Linked DNA regions of Sus scrofa: region 1 is linked to region 2. A link is a contact called in public Hi-C data. All regions are on one chromosome and are shown on one strand. The core of a region is the stretch at or near the end of the contact, and the rest is flanking DNA. Distances in the headings are between cores, read along the strand shown. Region 1 overlaps SLC35F1 (solute carrier family 35 member F1). Region 2 has its middle 150 kb from the start of PLN.

Region 1 (4,276 bases), core at 479-2,978, 79 kb after region 2:
TTCCACCATTACTTTTCCTAGCATTCTGTGGGCTGTCACAGGGAGGCTCTGCTGGTCTCTAAATAAATAGGTAAATGCCTTGTAGACTATCAAAGAATTAGGTTTTTCAAAACAGATGAAAAGGAAAAAGATGCCCTTAAAATGCTATGTCCCTCATCCTCTAAAATTTTCTTTCTCTCTCTCTAATTATAACTAGATACACAATTCCATAAGTACACAATTTCACTGGGTCTCGATCAGGAGTTTGGCTAAACCTAGAGTTTGGCTTATCATTTCCTAGATGTTGATACAACACAAAGATAGAAAAAAAAAAAAAAGCTCATTTCTTGACCATGAAAGAATAAAGCATAGAATAAGCACAACTAATATAACTCAGTGGATCTTCGGACATTTTAATACAACAAAATATCCAACCTTTCCAAAGGAATCCTTGATTACACATGTCTGATTTGGGCTGTGACAATTACTTCCTCTGAATCCTGAGGATTTGGTAGGTATTGGACACTCAGTCCCATTGACTATGAAGACCAGTGATCCCTCCAAAGAGAAATTTGGTTTTCCCATTTAAGGGTGTGAATCATTATTCTATATGTTTCTGATCTTAAGTTCAAGGAAAGCCATGTCAAGTCTATATAAAAATTTTATTTTGAACATTAAGTAAGCAAACTCAGTACAACAGCCCCCTCTAGTGTGGTGGAAATGCCCTAGGAGGAAAATGGAATAACCACTTTTCTCATTCAGTAATATGTTCGAGTCCTCTTGTGAAGACTCATTGTAGCAAGGTCAGACGGCTTTTGACTCTTCAGCAGAAGTTAATTCCCTGAAAGTGATCAATTTTCCTGTACTTGGGTTTCATGCTACTTATAATTCATTTTCTTTTTAATCAAGTGACTAGAAATGCAGTATCAACCTATGGTTAATATGAGAAAAGACATAAAAATTAATTCAGTTTTTTGAGGGCATCACAAATTTAGATTATAAGTGATTGAGCTAGAGAGTTCCAGACTCCAACCCTCCCATCATCTTACCTAGCACACTGTGGCTTCTCACATGTGAGATCTGATGTTTTACAGTCACTCAATTATTCAATCACGTATTCACTGAGTACCTACTATGCCCTGGGGACTCTGCTATGGGCTAGCAATGCAATGGACAACAGGATAGACCAGAAGCTTAAAGTTAACATTAGTGGTTTGAAAGAAGAAAAGGGTTCCTATGGGGAATGGCAAGTGGCTTGCTTTAGGAAGGGTGACCAGGTAAGGCCTCTTTGTGGAGGCAGCATTTACCTGAAGGTCTAAAAGGAGATTGCCATGGCAGAGTCAGGGGGCAAATATTTTAGGCAGGGAGATCAACAAATGAAAAGACCCTGTGCAGGGATGGGGCCAGGTGAGTTCCAGGAGCTTCCAGAAGCCAGAATATCTAAGCAGCATGAACAGAGTGAGGCGGTGATAAGAGAGGAGATTGGAAAATTAGACAGGATTTGGATTATGTGGGGCCTTGTAAGTCTTGGAAAGAAACAGGTTATCTTATTCTAGTTGTAATGAAAAGCCAATGAGGAGTTTGTAGCAGGTGGCTAATGTCAGATCTACATTCCTAAAAGATGACTTTGGTTACTATGCAGAGAAAGGACTGAGGGAGAAGCATGTGAGGAGCCCAGTGAGGAGTGTGTGGTCTCAGCCCAAGCAAGAGGTGCTGGTGGCTTTGCTCACAGTGGCCGTGCAGATGAAGTGAAGTGGCCACTCTGTGAAGACTCAGCACACCCTGCTGGTCGGTTGGATGTAGGAAGTGAGAAAAGGGATAGCATCAAGCATATCCATGGGCTCAATGGGTTCTGGCTAATTTAGAAACTGGGTGAATTATGGTGTCATTTACTGAGATGGAGAGAACTGAGCAGGAGAACCAGGTTCTCGGGGGAAATAGAAAGATCCATTCTGAACAAATTAAGTTTTAGATGCTTGTACATCATCCAAAAGGATCTGTCCTGTAGGGAATGGATATATAATTGGCAGGCTCGGAGAAGGGGTGTGACTTTACAAGCAAATTGGTGAGCCAAGGAGTGCAGACTTAACATTGTTAAGTGCAAACTTAAACATTCTAAACCTATTCTTAAAAATTGCAAAAATTAAAATAAGGGCATGGGATATAGACACCATTACAGTTAATCGCCCTGCTGGGTCATCCAATGTTTTTGTGTATGAATATCCTGTTTTGTGAGCAAAGCAGCCAGCCAAATGCACACATGATGAAGCTGAGAATGGGAATGCAATATTACTGCAATTTGCTGATTTGCTTTTCCTAGATGGTCACTAGATAGTTGAGGGATGTTAGTGATGCCTCCGAAGACGCAACTTGCTGTCCATGTGGGGTTTTCAAACAGTTTATTAATGTGGGCAAACAAACTAAATTACTTTTTACAACCACATTACAACCACATAAGGGTTAATGGCTGCAATAACTACATTTACAAAGTATATGTATAACCATTTTTTCTGGCCACGCTTGTGGCATGAGGAAATTCCTGGGCCAGGGACTGAACTCATGCCACAGTAGGGACAACGCCAGATTGTTAACTCCTAGGCCACGAGGGAACTCCAACCATGTCTTATTTGAAATGTTTTCTCTCTCATTAAAGACAGAATTTGGTAGCTCTGTACCAAAGAGATTTAAGCTAAAGAAATTGGAAAGAATATTGTCAGCTAATGTTGACGGAGCACTTGCTATGTGTCATGTACTTTATAGACATTAATTAATCTCCATGACAGAATAACACCATTGCTATTGTTATCTTCTTTACACATGTGAGGAAATAGGCTTATAGACTGTATCAGTAGCTACTCCCCTCCCCCCCCAAAAAAAAACCAGTCCACACCAGGATCAATAGAGAAAATATAATATGGAGCACAGGTTACAAAGGGGCTTGAGTGGATAATGAGGAAACAGGGTGAGGTAATCCAGGCATTAGCAAGAGCAGTAAATTATTCACCCTGCTGGAGCCAAAGCGATCCAGGGAGGAGGTCATGTTACCAGAGGTCGTAAGTCAGGGAGGCCCAGCAGAGGTATAATCTCAAGAGGACACTGAACCATTTCTAGAGGCCTGACCTGAAACAAGGAGACGCAACCTGGTTTCTTTCTTCCTCCCACCCTCCAATCTCCTTCTGCTGCCTCCCATTGGCCAAACTTAGCTGGAAGCCAGTTAACAAGGCTGTACCGAAAGTACCATTTGCATGGCTCAGCCTCTGTAATGCAGAGCAGAATAAGGGTAAGAAACATATCTGTGAGTGACAGGCAAAAGGCCAGCATGCAGAGGTCGAGTAGCATGCCCTCAGGTCACTCAGGCTGCCTGATTTTAAATTCTGAGCACATACCACTAAGCCATGTTGTCTATTTTGAAGAGAAGTAAGGCTTGAGTGGAGCATCCTATTTCACTGCAATGAACAACTCATTTTATATATGATATATACACAATACATCATATATACACGATATACAACATGCTATATATATTTACATATGATAGATACGGCATCTATACATGTGTATAGTTTGCCTGTGTACACTGCATGTTTTCTCTCACCACTTTCTTTGCGATCCCACTAGTGTTCTGTCTTTCACCTTCCTTTGACTAGACTTGATTTTTAAAATATTATCATTATTATTATTATTATTATTTTTGATTTTGGGGGCCATATCCACAGCATATGGAGGTTCCCAGGCTAGGAGTCGAATCAGAGCTACAGCTGCCAGCCTACACCACAGCCACGGCAATGCCAGATCCAAGCTGTATTTTCGACCTATACCACAGCTCAGGGCAATGCCAGATCCTTAACCCACTGTGCTAGGCCAGAGATTGAACCTGCATTCTCACGGATACTAGTTGGGTTTGTTAACTGCTAAGCCACGAAGGGAACTCCCTAAAATATTATCTTTCATTCTTAAAAATAGAGGTTAGGTAGGATGGTTTCTCAGGACAAACACATTAGGTTGGGGAAGTTGCTCCAAGAGGGCAAATTAGTCCCACCACAGGCAGCCGTGAGCCCAGAGAAGTGGCCTGGATGCTCTAGGCCTCCAGCTCAACATGGGAAAGAAAGAAACCATGTATTCTTAATGATCTTTAAGCTCCTTTTTGCTCTGTGATCCCAGAGAAAGGTCAAATCTCTTGTTTTGGCCTCCAGAAAAAGCCAAAACCAAAGCAAGCAACACCGAGGACAAGAAAAGTAAAGCCCCAGCTTGCCATGAACCAGGCCCACGCACCGCAGATTTTCCTTCCTCTGACACG
Region 2 (4,481 bases), core at 516-3,015:
AGGAGTGAGAGGAGAGAGAGGAGAGTTGGCATTCCAAGCACTGTTGGTATTCTCTCCTGTAAGGGCCTGTCATGGGCTGTACCATTCCCTCCCCTTCCCTGTCATCCTCAGCTCCTAAAGTCTCAGTCAGGCTTCCACAGTGCTGGGGGGTTTGGTTTCTTGTGTGCATCATATCTTATATCCCACCTTCATCCGGGGAGGCTCCTCTCACAATGTGGGGACACAGCGAAGATGGGGTCCTATAGGCCCTTGACTCCCCCCACTCCCCTTTCCCAACATTCTCACCCACACACACAGCCCCATCAACAAGAAGCCCACTCCTCTAAGAGCTGAAGTCCCCACACTCACACTCCTCCCTGCTCTCACTTCCTCACGCCCACCACGCCTGCTTTGCAACCGCATGGCAATCCTCTGCCTCCTTTTATTTCTCTGTCTATAGAGTCTTTGTTCAGATTTGTTCTTTACTTTTCTACCCTACTTTTCTTATCTTCTCCTGCAACCTACGCCCAAATCCTTATCCAAAAGCCAGGCATCTTTCACCTGAATTTTTTCGGCGTCTTCAGAAGAGCCTTCCCCATGTCTAGCTTTTCCCTTTGGACATTCACTTTAACCCTGAACACTCTATTCTGTGGTGGGAGAACCCAGACATCCTTGTTTCTGTTCTCCCACGTGACCAAGATCTCGCCATTGTAGGGACATCTCCTGTCCAGTCTCATTCCACTTGTCCTGTTTTCCATGAGTCTGACATTTGGCCTTATTCTCCTCACTTTTCACGGAGTTCTAGGGCTATCTGTCCTCTCTGGAACATCTTCATTTCCTGGGTCCAGGGTTACTTTAAAGATTAGTTCCAGATTCTCCTAAAACATGTGATGGCTTGAACACTGAAATTAACATAGGACAAATTGACTTTGGCAATTACAATGTTCAAACAAAGCAATCTTGGAGTTCCCATCGTGGCCCGGTGGTTAACCAATCCGACTAAGCACCATGAGGTTGCTTGTGGGTTCGATCCCTGGCCTCGCTCAGTGGGTTAAGGATCCTGGCGTTGCCAAGAGCTGTGGTGTAGGTCACAGATGTGGCTTGGATCCCATGTTGCTGCAGCTCTGGCGTAGGCCGGTGGCTACAGCTCCGATTAGACCCCTAGCCTGGGAACATCCATGTGCCATGAGTGTGGTCTTAGAAAAGACAAAAAGACAAAAAAAGGGGGGGGGAATCTCCATTTAGTATCCTTGGTGATCCTTATACTAGTTGAGGAAGTGGCACTCTTTCCTTTTTATGGATGAGAAACTGAAGCACAGGGATGTAAAGATACTTCTGTTTGTTTCCATATCTGGTTTAGGAGCAGAAGCTTGGCATTCCAAACACCAAGCACAAGATTCCTGAATCTAAGCCTTGTGCTTCCTCTCATACCTTGTAGGCTTAAAAAATATATCTAAGTGTGCTCCATAGGAAAAAAAGACCAGCAAGGCTTGAATTAAAGTCTAAGGCTTTGTGACCCAGAAAACCCCTTGAGCTTGGCGATAAAAGCCTGGGGACATCATGATTTTCCCTATCCTCGAACCATCCTAAAGTTCAAGCAAGGGCATGGTTATCAAAATACCAGCTCTAATTTTAGATGGGAGGGGGGACAGGCAGAGATGTGAGGTTTAATCAAAAGTGTTTTCATTTAGGGATGTTAATAAGCCAGTTATCAGGCTCCCAGCGGATCTGGCACATCTGACCTCATTATCTGAGAAGCACATGATACAGGATCCCAGGGTCTGGTCACCCGGCAGATGACTCAGAGCCAAGGCTGCTGAAAGCCCGTTGGAAACAGAATTCCAGGACTCAATAGGAGCCAAGAAATCCTTCCACACACTCTTTAAATAGCATGTGATAACTACTTATAGCAAACCAGAACAGCACCTGGGTTTTTTCCTGATCTATTAAGTTTGGGTGCTCAGAGGATGGAACAAATATGCCTTAGCAAGAAAAGGTAACATTTATCCTGTTTTCAGAGGCTTCCTAAAGGTGCATTTTGAAAGCAGAATCTGTCCTATTTTAAGGTTAACCTTGTTACAAAAAGCCCAGGGTGGGAGTAAAAAAGAGTTTAACAACCGGATTGAGTAACTGCGCCGAGGTCTGCACAATGGGATATATGATCACGCCATTATGTCTGACCCCAAAGACCCAGGAGACTCCTGGCCAGAGCTGTGGGATTCAATAGGCACCTGTGGCCAGAGACCTAATCAGTCAGAAGATTCCAGGTGGTGTCAACCACAAATTTGTCACTGACAGGAGATCTAACCACAACCATGCAGGAAAACCTCATTCCCAGCCAATGTGGCCACTTCGAGGGGTTGTCTGGAACCTAAACTAGTCCTAGAAGCGTGGACCCAGACCTGCAAAGTCTTAGGGTCTTCTCCAGCTCCAAGAAGGTTGGGAAACCCAGGGTCAAGCAGAGGACGCTATGAGAAACTGAACTGTCCTCAGGTCAACCTGGTACTTGTTTCTGCATCACGAAAGTCCTAGGGGGTCTGTGGTTCCAGAGGACTCTGGCTCTTGGGAAACTCAGTCTTACGGTGGCTGGGGGCTTAGAGAGGCTGAAAAGGCCCCAGTGGAAGTGGACTCCAGGTCTGGGGGGCCTGGCGTGTTTGTGGCACTGGTGCATCCTCCCTTGGCTCTGGGTGGACTTGCACCCTAGTCATTGAGGCCACCTGGCTGGACCCTTCCCTCACACAGCAGAAAGGGGAACACTCCCAGGAATGCTTTAGCCATCCAAGGTCTCACTGGGAAGTTCTGAAAGATGTTAGAGTGTCCCTGACCGAACGTTGGTAACCGGAGAGGTCTCTGAGCCGTAGGCTTATGTTCTCCTAGGCCTTGACCAGGAAAAACTATTCAATCTGGACGGGAAACAAATTCCTAAAGAGTCCCCCGCCCTCCCCACAAAGGATACCACCTTTATCCATCTGTCGAAGAAAGTGGTTATTAATGAGGGGAATCCATCCTAAGATTAAACCTTCCTCCCGGAAGCTCAAACATACGCATGACACAGGAGTCGCTGCCCCATTTTCTCTGAGGGACAGGCTCCTGCATCAATCTGAGAGCCTGAAATAGCCCCAGGCATGTGCCCTTCCTTATCTGCCTGAGAGCACGGGCCAGGAAACTCCACACAAAGCAGAATGTTGGCTTCTAGTTTTCTGCGTATTAAGGAAGCACATGGTGGAAAAGATTAAGCACTAGCTGACCTAAGGGCACAGTGACTTCCCTCTGGCCATCGAGCCCTCTTTTCCCAAGTGCCAGAGGGACAAAGGAGCAGGGCTGGTGTGGGGCCCTGGGCATCGGAGCTCCTCTCTGAGCTCTCTGGCTTATTGTACTTTATACTATAAGCACTTCTTTATGTCTGGCCTCTAATGGAGGACCTCTGGATTGCCAACGGCCTAATAATTTCACAGTGCAGTCTGAGTGGGTTTTAAAAGGTATAATCACTTCAAAAAAAAAAAAAAACAAAAACCAAAACCAAAAAAAAAAAACAACAAAAAAAAACCACAACTATTTGGCAGTTTCTTAAAAAGTCAACACACCTCTACCCTATGACCCAACAATTCTCCTCCTAGGTATTTATCTAAGAAAAATGAACACTGATGTCCACCAAAAGCCTTGTATAGGAATGTTCCTAGCAGCTTTATTTATAATAGACAAAGACTGGAAATAGCCCAGATGTCCTTCAAGAGGAGAATGGATAAGCAAATAGTGGTACATTCATACCAGGGGATATTACTCAGCTATACAAAGAGATGAGCTTCTGGTACAGGCGACAACCTAGACAAATCCCCCCAATATTATGCTGAATGAAAGAGGAAAATGTGAGGCTGCGTTGTGTATGCTGTATGCTCAGAAGAGTGTATGCGGTGTGATTCCATGTAACAGGAATTCCAGCAAAATGAACTCATGATGATAAAAGTCAGATCAGCAGTTGCCTGTGGTAGGGGTGACTGGGTGACTGGGAGGGATGGGGCACAGAGGAACTCTCTGGGGTGATAGAAATGTTCTGTGCCCTCACAGGGATTGGTCAAACCTGTTTCAGTGGTACCTTCAAGATCTAAGCATTTCAGATCTTATAGCATTTTCAGATCTGTGTAAATAAAAAGAAAGTGTGAATTTAAAGATTGGAGTGAGGAGTTCCTGTTCTGGCTCATTGGGTTAAGAACACAACTAGTATCCATGAGGATGTGGGTACGATCCCTGGCCTCTCTCAGTGGGTTAAGGATTTGGATTTGCCATGAGCTACGGCGTATGTTGCAGACGCAGCTGGGATCTGGCATTGCTGCAGCTGTGGCGAAGGCTGGCAGCTGTGGCTCTGATTCAACCCCTAGCCTGGGAAACTTCATATGCCACAGGTGCAGCCCTAAAAAAAAAAAAAATAGGAAAAGAAAAAAATTAAAGTTTAGATTGAGAGTGCTCCTGGGTGTTGCTAAAAATTGGCTGCTTTGAGTCAGCAT

Evidence for each region. Hi-C and Micro-C count contacts between places; a contact is called where the count stands out from the background.
Region 1: a Hi-C map of skeletal muscle shows a contact between it and region 2, with 3 times the contacts expected there. The contact joins two enhancer-like sites. A contact is called at or near these places in 6 of 47 Hi-C or Micro-C datasets (embryonic fibroblasts, fetal heart ventricle, heart right ventricle and 2 more) and 1 of 2 datasets of contacts at active chromatin or transcription factors (skeletal muscle).

Annotation. Positions count from the first base shown.
Region 1 is chr1:43,685,088-43,689,363 of Sscrofa11.1, forward strand. All of the region lies in intron 6 of SLC35F1 (solute carrier family 35 member F1), which reads right to left. Among named protein-coding and RNA genes, the nearest start is that of PLN, 230 kb to the left of the region's middle. Within about 2 kb of position 1,729, at least 3 of the 83 cell types and tissues checked have an H3K27ac peak or open chromatin away from gene starts, as enhancers often do.
Region 2 is chr1:43,606,441-43,610,921 of Sscrofa11.1, forward strand. No RefSeq gene overlaps it. Among named protein-coding and RNA genes, the nearest start is that of PLN, 150 kb to the left of the region's middle. Within about 2 kb of position 1,766, at least 17 of the 83 cell types and tissues checked have an H3K27ac peak or open chromatin away from gene starts, as enhancers often do.